Linked DNA regions of Salmo salar: region 2 is linked to region 1. A link is a contact called in public Hi-C data. All regions are on one chromosome and are shown on one strand. Each heading gives the region's core, a stretch centred on a gene start, on an enhancer-like site or on the middle of the called end of the contact. The rest is flanking DNA. Distances are from core to core; before and after follow the strand shown.

Region 1 (5,315 bases), core at 1,874-4,373:
CCTCCCTGTGGAATGCTTTCGACACCTTGTAGAGTCCATGCCCCAACAAATTGAGGGTGTTCTGAGGCCAAAAGGGGAGTGTGTGTGTGTGGTGGGGGGGGGGCAACTCAATATTAACAAGGTGTTCCTAATATTTGGTATACTCAGTGTATATTGCATATGAGATCTTAAACTACACATGGTATAACCAGCAGAAAGGGGAATGTCTACAAGGTACTGATTCATTAAATAATCAAATAAAAGAAGCAACTGCATCCTACACATTTCCACTACTGAAGGGAAACTCATCAATGCACCTTAGGTTACATTTATACCTGTATTTTAAAACAGATCCAAGGATGTCAGCCGGTTTAAAAAAAAACAGGTGCATTGTCAAATGCAAAGGCATAGGAGATGGAAATAAACAGATTTCCCTTTTAGGCAAATTGTGTGTAGGGGAGGGAAGAGGAATATCGTGCAAGGCTATGAAAAATATTTGCTAAAGCAAAAATAGGTAATCTTTGTAAGGTCTTAATGATGAGAAAGCAAACACACACCAATATCAGTCAATTCCTGTTGTTCCAATGTAAAACTTTTTTTTTTTAACCACACATTTCAGTCAAACAAATGTCATACTGTAGGTTATGTACAGTAAGTAATTCCCCAGTAAAACCAATTGTCAGATACAAAGTGATCATTGGTTCAGTGGCATATATATAACAAGACATTTCATGATTGTCACTTTCTATATACAATATAACCTATAGCTGTGTGCATTACATATCAAACAATGACTTTTGCTGTTGTTTTTCTATTTGTACTGTATGCACCACATATCATTTAAAGCACAACTATTATAATTGTGGGTGGGTAAGGGATTCTGAAGCTGGACAAACGGCTCAACTCTCTAATCTGTTCTGAAGAATGTATACAAATGGCAATGATCTAACATGTAATAGAAGTCAAGGATGTATAACGCTGATTCAGTTTTGTTTTCTATGTAAAGTCATTTATGTGTACCATAATAATTAACTGCTGGTGCTGAAATATTGTGTTATTTTTTTATGAAGTATAACATCGCAATGCTTTACTTTAACTAAAATTTGTCTTCATTTTTAAGAAATAAAAAGCAAACCCGGTTACATAAAAAGAGAAAGCAAAAATAATCAGCTTGTATATTCTGTTTTGAAAAATAAAGAAAATATTTGGCAATCATGTTACTTTTGGTAATAAGAGAAATAACAACCAAGCTATAAATCACACTGCTGCATACACACCATAACATACCCCCCCAAATGTTAAAAACACCAAAAATATAACACAATGCAGCCTTTGGAACCCTGAACATTTTAATGGCACTTATTTCCTCAAACCTCTCAGTACATCAAAAAGATGAGAATGAGAAGTTCATTGTTTATAGACGTTTGGCATAGTTATTACAAAGGACATGGTCACGGATATCACCCCACCCTCCGTTTTTCATATGAGCCTTGTGCTCCACTGAATCTGCGTTTGTTAGGGCCAGGGACTGAGGGAAGAGGGAGGCTTTGGCAAGCTTAACGGACTCCTGTGCTTTCTTTAGGGCCAGCTCAGGGCGACAGGCCTCTTTGTTCTGGTGCAGCCCACAGTTACCAGTATGGAGAACCCTGGACCCCTGTGCCACCAGCACTTTGAGTGGCTTGGAGATGCAAGTCCCTGACAGGTGCTGGAGGGTCCAGTCCCAGTTGTAGTCATCGTAGGAGCAGAAGTCATTGTTGCACCCCATTAGCTTGTAGTACACCTCTCTGGAGATGCCCATGCCAATGTTGTGCTTGGTAGACATCCACCCGGCAGTCTGCACCTTGTTGCTGAGCTTATCAAATTCTGCCAGGCCGTTGTGGTTGCCTAGTGCCAACATGTCACAGTCAGTGCAGCTGCTCTTCCTGTATCCAACCATCTCCTTGAAGAGGTGGTAGAGGTCGGGCAAGATGAAGTTATCCTCCTCGAGGAAGACAACAAAGCCACTGTAACCTTGCAGAGCTTGCACTCGCTCCCACACAAAGTGAAGTTTCCACCACCAGTGGTGTTTGGTCTGTGTGATGGAGGCTTCCCTATAGTGACCATACGAATCTGGATGCTCAGCGTTGAGGCATCCTGTTTTTAAAGCATCGTCCTTGGATATGTCTCGTGGACAGTCCCGTGAATCCTGCCCAGGAAACTCACTGGGATAGAGCTGTGTGCTGTAGGGGAAGTATATTTGCAAGACCTTGCAGAAAGTTATCCCTTGCACTATGTAATTGATTTCCTCTGAAAAATAGTCGTGGCTGAAAATCAGCAGTAAGTTGTGGACCTCAGCTGCATTTTCCAATGACTTGATGAGTATTTTGAGGTAGTCTGGTCTGTTGTGAACCTGAATAACCAGGACCAATTTAGGCTCCCCAGGATACTTGTCCGCATTCTGAACGTATTGCTTGTAATTGGCATTGTAAATGGACTTTATCAATTCTGGAACAGAACTGTACTGAAACTTTGCCATGTCATCAGACAACATGTTTTCCTGAGCGACAACACCCGTGACTTCATCATAAATGAATACACGTGTTGTGATCATGACAGTGGCAATAATAAAAGAAACACCAAGGATAATGAGCAGGTTCTTTTTGAGAAAACGTAGCCTCATTTTCGTAACGTTAAAGGCAACCTTTGGATACAATAATGATGGTTTGAATCACCTGACTATTGAAAGCGTCCTCGTCTTGTTTGCATTTGCCATTTTCGATGGAACCCAAATGCAGCAGTTTCCGCAGAACGTTACAAACTGACACGCGAAGAAATCGTTCGTTGATGATGACTCCTTTTGCTGACACGGATCTGCCAGTTCGGTTGATCGATATCATCTGTTGCTATTGTTGTTTAGAAGTTTAGCGATCGGCTGTAATCGCCTGTGAAAAGTAACAAGATTATGAAATAATGTATTATTCCCTATGTCAGACATTTTAGATTTGTTTCCATTCATGAAGTTAATTTACAGTGGTTGAGTTGACTTACCAAGAGCGAGGTGTCATGTATCACTACAATGCAATCCGGAAGAGTGTTTTAGGACTTTGGCCTGCCATATAGTGAACGTGTAACAAAATTGAGTGCTGACGTGTCCTATTCAGCCAACAGGAACAGGCAGAATTCTTGGTGAACGAATCAGTGGCCTATCTATGCTTGTGTATTACGGGACCTACACTATAGCCAACATCCATGACTTTGGAGAAGATCTGTTGAGAGTAATGGTATAGTTTATGCTATTCAGTGTTATATTAATTCAATTAAGAACGAGTTTCCAGTAATCAGAATATTACATTTTGGATAATTTGGGCATGTTCTTTCTTATGTCCAGGCCAGTGGCGATTTTAGCATGTACATCTTGGTGGGGTCCCCCAAAAAATATGTGGGATCCATGCCAGCAAAGCCACAACACAAGACAACACAACACTAAACAATAAATACATGAATTGCACTATACCACTGCTAACCCTGGCTATCAGCGGAGCCTTGTCTGGCAGCAGAACAGTTCATTCAGCCTCATTTACTGCCTTTAAAAAAAACATAGCTGATATGGCTGACTGGCTTAAACAAATGTGGTTTCTAATGACAATTGAGATGTACATACTATGGCATAAGGGGACGACAAGCGGATAAGAGGCAATCAATCCGTAATTATGATTAAATCCTTCATGAGCGAGCTAGGACAGACGTAGTCAATATAACTATTTGTTCAGCACTTTTGAAATGTACAGCGACAGAATTCAGAACACGGGCTGTTCCTATAGTGTTCTCTCTGTACACCAAGTCAGAACCGTAGGATAAATAAAAGGGGCATATAAGCAGACAATGAAAGCTCTTACAATATCCGATGATTACATTTCTCAAAAAAAGGTTATAGGCTACATGTGCACCACCAAGTCAGAACAGGAAGGGAAATTAAGAGGAGAAAATAGACCAAATTATTAGGGTGAGGCACATGGGCTACTAACAGCTTACTACACAATATACACTTAGTATTACTTTCTTAGCTACCATATACATATCTCTCTGGCATATTACATAATATATGCAGCAGCATACAAGACATTTTTGGACATACAGACCTTGTTGTGCTGTGGCCACTTGAACAGGAAGGTGGTGCGGCGGTCATTTGTGGGTATATTTTGTCATCAAACTTTGTCATCGAAGTCTGGCATTCTCTGGATTTATGGTGCTTTCAAGACAATTGGGAACTCGAAAAACAGAAGGTTGAATCATGATGACATCAGTGATCTTCAGGTCGTAGCTCTAGAAAGAGGCCCGAGTTCCCAATTTACAATTCCGAGTTGGATAAAAGTTTCAAACGTATTTTCCCAGTCATAGCTCACTTTTCCCAAGTTCTCAGTTGTCTTGAACTCACAAAAATTAGATTTTTCAGTTCTGTGTTAACAGTTGTTTTGAGCGCGGCACAAATCATGCATCATTGACAGCATGGCCAATATTGAATGTTTATAATTTTAAACTAGGAAAAAAGACCCTTAATCTTACATTTGGGACCACACAGCCACTCCACTGAATAGGAGGCTAATGATTGCTTTGCAACGCTTGCAGTTAGCCACTGATTCCTTCCAAACCACTCATTGTTGAATTTGCGATTTCCAACTTGTTGTGTAATGTTTATGTCGAATGGCCAATGAGCACCGATACGGTTTATCTATAATTTCTCTTGATTATTTATTTTCATATGACAAGGATTAAAAAGGATTTGCCAGCAGATTGTCGACTTGATTCATGATGATGACTGATAGCTAAGATTTTGAAAGTATGATGTTGACATGATCAGTCCAATCAAAGCTACTGTAGATATAACGTGATTAGACGTTGTTTTATCTGTGGCCAATGACCTTGAGCCTTCTTGGATGGACACTTCTACTGTAACTTTATGGCAGTACCCAAGGGGCTAGAATCTTTTCAAGGTCTACCCTTAGGCGGTGACATAGTGTCCCCATGAGTGACAGAACACTGAGACAATCACAGTGCAACGCTCCGTATTTTCTTCTGGCTTGCCCCACCACCAAAGAAAGCACTGAACAAGGCTGAAACACCTGCATTTTGGAGCTGACTTACTCAAGAAAACAAAAAAGAGACCATGTTTGTATGCAGCTTTATTAACTCAATGATATATATATTTCTTACATTGTTTGCAAACTGATATGTGACACGTATTAATGCCAAAACAATATGCAAAATAGGCAACAACAAACCAAAGAGGTGGGGCTCAAAACAGGCTCTTCCCCACCAATTTTTATATGTGATGCTCTAAATGACAGGTCGCCACCAGT
Region 2 (5,187 bases), core at 2,011-4,510, 48 kb after region 1:
GTTGCTCCCCCATTTGCTGCTATAACAGCCTCCATTCTTCTGGGAAGGCTTTCCACTAGATATTGGAACAGTGCTGCAGGGACTTGCTTCCATTCAGCCACAAGAGCATAACATGCTGACTAGACCAGGGACGTGCGTCCATGTGCACAATCGCACACGTGTTGATTTTGTCCTGATGCAATCAGGACACACAGGTTGAAATATCAAAACGAACTTTGAACCAACTATATTCATTTGGGGACAGGTTGAAACACATGAAACATTCATGGCCATTTAGCTAGCTAGCTTGCTGTTGCTAGCTCATTTGTCCTGGGATGTAAACACTGGGTTGTTATTTTACTTGAAATGGTCCTTTTTTTTCCTGGATCTTTGTAGAATTTTGGCCCATTTTGAGTCACACAAAATCGTGTGTTCTCTGACAATTAATCCACAAATAAAAGGGGGAACTTAGTTAGTTTCTAGTAATATCTCCTCCTTCAGTCGTTGTCTTTTTCTTCTTCTTCTTCGGACTTGGTGGTTGGCAAACATCTTTAAGGTGCATTACCACCACCAACTGGACTGGACTGTGGACCTCAGTTCATCTTGCAATCACCCATGTGGGTATATGCTCCTAAAAACCAATGAGGAGATGGGAGAGGCGGGACTTGCAACGCGTTAAGCGTCAAAAATAGAACCACGTTCTATTTTAGCACCTGTCTACGCAAACACTCGTTGACGCGCGCGAGCAGTTTGGATGAAATTATTGAATAACATGTATGTGTACATTTATTTTGCATTGCTCACGCACGTAACACAGGCAGTGTGGTCAGCATGTTAGTGAGTTCGGGCATTGATGTTGGGCGATTAGTCCTGGTTCGCAGTTGGTGTTCCAATTCATCACAAAGGTGTTCGATGGAGATGAGGTCAGGGCTCTGCGCAGACAGTCAAGTTCTTCCACACCGATCTCAACAAATCCTTTCTGTATGGACCTCGCTTTGTGCACTTGGGCATTGTCATGCTAAAACAGGAAAGGGCCTTCCCCCAAACTGTTGTCACAAAGTTGGAAGCACAGAATCGCCTAGAATGTCATTGTATGCATTGTAGGCCTACCATGAACAATGAAAAACAGCCCCAGACCATTATTCCTCCTTCACCAAACTTTACATTTGGCACTATGCGTTGGGGCAGGTAGCGTTCTCCTGGTATCCGCCAAACCCAGATTCGTCCGTCGGACTGCCAGATGGTGAAGCGTGATTCATCACTCCAGAGAAGGCATTTTCACTGTTCCAGAGTCCAATGGCAGCGAGCTTTACACCTTTCCAGTCGACGCTTGGCATTGCGCATGGTGATCTTAGGCTTGTGTGCAGACGCTCGGCCATGAAAACCCATTTCATAAAACTCACAACGAACAGTTCTTGTGCTGACGTTGCTTTGGAAAATCGGTAGTGAGTGTTGCAACCGAGGACAGACAATTTTTATGCGCTACGTGTTTCAGCACTCAGTGGTCACATTCTGTGAGCTTGTGAGGCCTACCACTTTGAGGCTGAACCATTGATGCTCCTAGAAGTTTCCACTTCAATAACAGCACTTACAGTTGACCAGGGCAGCTCTAGCAGGGCAGACATTTGACGAACTGACTTGTTGGAATGTTGGAATGATGAGTGTACAAAGTAATTTATTCCACGAACAGCACCAGTATAAAACAAATACTAAAGGTGCGTGAAATTACCGGTCACTCTTAAATAACGGGCGTAATAACGAACCCGGCAAACAATACCAGCCAACAAGTAACGATCTGAACATTATAAAAAAACACGCACACAAACATGGGGGAAACAGAGGGTTAAATAATTAACATGTAATTGGGGAATAGAAACCAGGTGTGTAGAAAACAAAGACAAAACAAATGGAAAATGAAAAATGGATCAGCGATGGCTAGAAAGCCGGTGACGTCGACCGCTGAACGCCGCCCGAACAAGGAGAGGGACCGACTTCGGTGGAAGTCGTGACAAACCCTTATTTTACCAGGTAAATTGACTGAGAACACATTCTCATTTACAGCAACAGGATGAATGAGCCCATTTGTAAACTGGGGATTATTAGGTGGCAATGATGGTACGAGGGCCAGATTGGGAATTTAGCTGATATAGCCGAATCCACTACTTTGAAGGGGTGTCGCGATGTGATTTCTGCCCAGTGCTCTGAATGTCAAAGTGAAGAAATTCCATGAAGTGAAATTCCACACACAACATACACTACATGGCCAAAAGCTGACTTAGAACTGGTGCGGATCATGGGAATCCGACTGTTTAATTAAACCCAGCTATGTTAAGTAAACAGTCGGATTCCCATGGTCCGCACCAGTTCTAAGTCAGCTTTTGGCCATGTAGTGTATGTTGTCAATATAATCACAGTTGTTCCTGAATATCAAGTATAATAAGATATTATTCAGAATTCATGTATTCAAATATATCCTAAAACGTGTTTAAATCACCTCATGAAGAATGTGTTTGTCCTCGTGTCCCCATGTCTATTTGTAATAGCTCAGAATGTGCCATTTGGCTGCCCAATAGGTATTCTCATGAGAGAACCACATAAACACAAGGAAAGAACTGAGAAAATTAGGCTGCATATCACTGAAATATGTTATCTACGTTTTTAATTTCATTGATGTGTTTTCAATGTGTTTCTTATTTAAATGCTAGTTTTGCCATATGTGCATAATTTGACTATAGCTTACTACAAATATACATTTCGTGTGTGTGTTGTGTGTGCACGTGTCAGTTCAATGTATAGGTTTGATTTACATTTGGCTGAGTTGTCAACTAACGTCAATTCAACGTGAAAAAAAATCGCCATGTTAGATTTAGTTAATGGTTGGGTGAAAATATTACTTTTTGCAAATCTAATTAGTTTTCCACATTGATTCAACCTCAACACATTGATATTTTGGGTTGAAATTAGATGGAAACAATGTTGATTCACCCAGCTGTTACCCAGTGGCTGGATGTTTGGCATGATAGTCAGGTTCAGAGAGAACTTGTTTGTTCTTGGTCAGCAACTACGCCATCCAGAAAGGAACTTCCTTCCTTGATCAATCGAAAACATGGAGGGAGGCTTATATAAATGGGAGTTATCGGCAGTCTTAACGTTCATTCTGCTACTCAAACCATGCCTGATAGACGAGTAGCCTACATCTAAATTATATGCGAAATTGTTATATTTAGTTTGAGGCGTAGGAGATTGATTTAAAAAAATGACGGATACAGTAGTAATACTCGTTGCCCTGACGTTCCTGTTGAGAGTGAACGGGGAAGCCCCCGGTGTCGGATACTGCATCGGGAAGCAGTGCTTTGCCGTTTTCCAGGACCAAGCTAACTTTGGAACAGCTCAAAAACGTTGTGAGGAATATATTAATGGATATTTAATGACAGTTCGCTCTTTGATATCACATAGCATCCTATTAATATTACTTGGTATTCATACAGGAGATTATTGGATTGGTTTACATTTGCCAAGCGGGCAATGCCCCGACCAAGCATCGTTTTTACGAGGGTACAGGTGGATAACTGGAGGTAATGAAACCAAATTCCAGAACTGGGGGAGCTTTGATGATGTCTGTTCTTCAAAATGTATTTCGGTATCAAAATACGACTTTGTGTGGAAGGAACAACCATGCGATAATAAAGTAGATGGATTTATTTGTGAGTATAAACTTGACAGTCCCTGCCAGCATGTAATTGTAAAAGGGGACGATTCAGTTCTGTATGAGACCCCGTTGGGATTCAAGGGAGAGAACCTACTGACATTACCCCGCGGAACCACTGCAACGATCAAATCCATCGGGTCGAAGTATATCTGTCTATCTGAACAGTGGCTACAAGCACCGTGGAGTTGCGAGGTATTCAAAGGTGGCTGTGAGCATGACTGTTCCTCAGTTAATACTAAACCTGTATGCACCTGCCCACCTGGAAAAACTCTCCAGGACAATAACGTCACATGTGAAGATGCGCAAAATGACCCCTGCCTTGACTCAGGATGCGCACATCTCTGCCAAAAAAAAGATGACAGCTACACTTGCATGTGTCACCATGGGTATGCACTGGCAGACGATGGGAAGGAGTGCAAAGACATTGATGATTGTATCGATAATAGACAGTGCCCGGGACATAACATTAAGTGTGTGAATACTGTTGGTGGATTTAAATGCGAATGCCATAAGGGATATGTGTTTGAAAATGACAAATGCGTTGATGAAGATGAATGCTTCATGGGTCCATGTGACCACGAATGCACAAACACAATAGGCAGTTACAATTGCTCCTGTTGGGATGGATTCAAAAGAATGACAGAAGACACCAACCGGTGCCAATTAGTTTGTTTAGCAGAGTGTATCGCAGAATGTGACCCAAGTACACCACATGATTGCAACTGTCCAAATGGTTACTTACTCGATGAAAAAAATGGGGAGTCAATTTGTGTTGACATAGATGAATGTGAGATGGGTGAGTGCCATCATAATTGTACAAATACGTATGGAGGTTACTTGTGTTCTTGTGATGAGGGATTCGACTTGGTTGGTTTAAATGATTGTGTTGAGAGAGAAGCATCAAATGATTCAGGTTTTACCATACCATTTACACCATTTGTCAAGCATCCAACTGAGCGCCCTTCCACTGTAAAGGCTGGGGGTCTTCTTGGAATTATAGTATGCATTGTCGTTGTTATTTTTGTGATGGTTGTACTTATTCACCTGATACTAAAACGCCGAGGTAATTTAGACATTGCTTTCGAAAGCCAAGATTTTGGTAATCACGATTTGCAACAAGTCACAATGGATAAGTACAAAACATTATCATTTGACAGACAGTTGATATAGGACAATCAATATTTTGTTGGATAACTTTGTCATTTTCATTGTCATGACTTTTTTACACGTCTACAAAGGAGAATCAGATGTTTGAATGTTTTATATTTTTATTTCATACAGTTGTAGTAAACCTATCATAAATGTAATGGCTCCATAAGCATCTCATTACTGAAAATTCAGCTCTGTCTAAGTGACCAAAGCCAATAACAAAGTAGGCCTATGACTTGCAAATGTATAATCTGTTATTTTATATATACACTACCGTTCAAAAGTTTGGGGTCACTTAGAGATTTCCTTTTTTTTTAAAGAAAGGCACATGTTTTGTCCATTAAAATAAT

Evidence for each region. A called contact is a pair of places that touch in the nucleus more often than the background predicts.
Region 2: a contact with region 1 is called in a Hi-C map of gill, with 2.9 times the contacts expected there. The contact joins the enhancer-like site here to the promoter of LOC106607880 in region 1. A contact is called at or near these places in 3 of 3 Hi-C or Micro-C datasets (blood, gill and muscle).

Annotation. Positions count from the first base shown.
Region 1 is chrssa06:67,004,109-67,009,423 of Ssal_v3.1, forward strand. It overlaps LOC106607880 (alpha-1,6-mannosyl-glycoprotein 2-beta-N-acetylglucosaminyltransferase), which reads right to left and starts at 3,124. Exons shown (of 2, transcript XM_014205344.2): 1 at 3,007-3,124; 2 at 540-2,900. The coding sequence starts at 2,638. The coding sequence ends at 1,394. LOC123743479 (BRO1 domain-containing protein BROX) reads right to left here and starts at 232. Exons shown (of 12, transcript XM_045720894.1): 1 at 1-232.
Region 2 is chrssa06:67,051,606-67,056,792 of Ssal_v3.1, forward strand. No RefSeq gene overlaps it. Among protein-coding and RNA genes, the nearest start is that of LOC123743558, 17 kb to the left of the region's middle. Within about 2 kb of position 3,261, at least 1 of the 13 cell types and tissues checked has an H3K27ac peak or open chromatin away from gene starts, as enhancers often do. A contact at or near this core is called in gill, where this site is marked.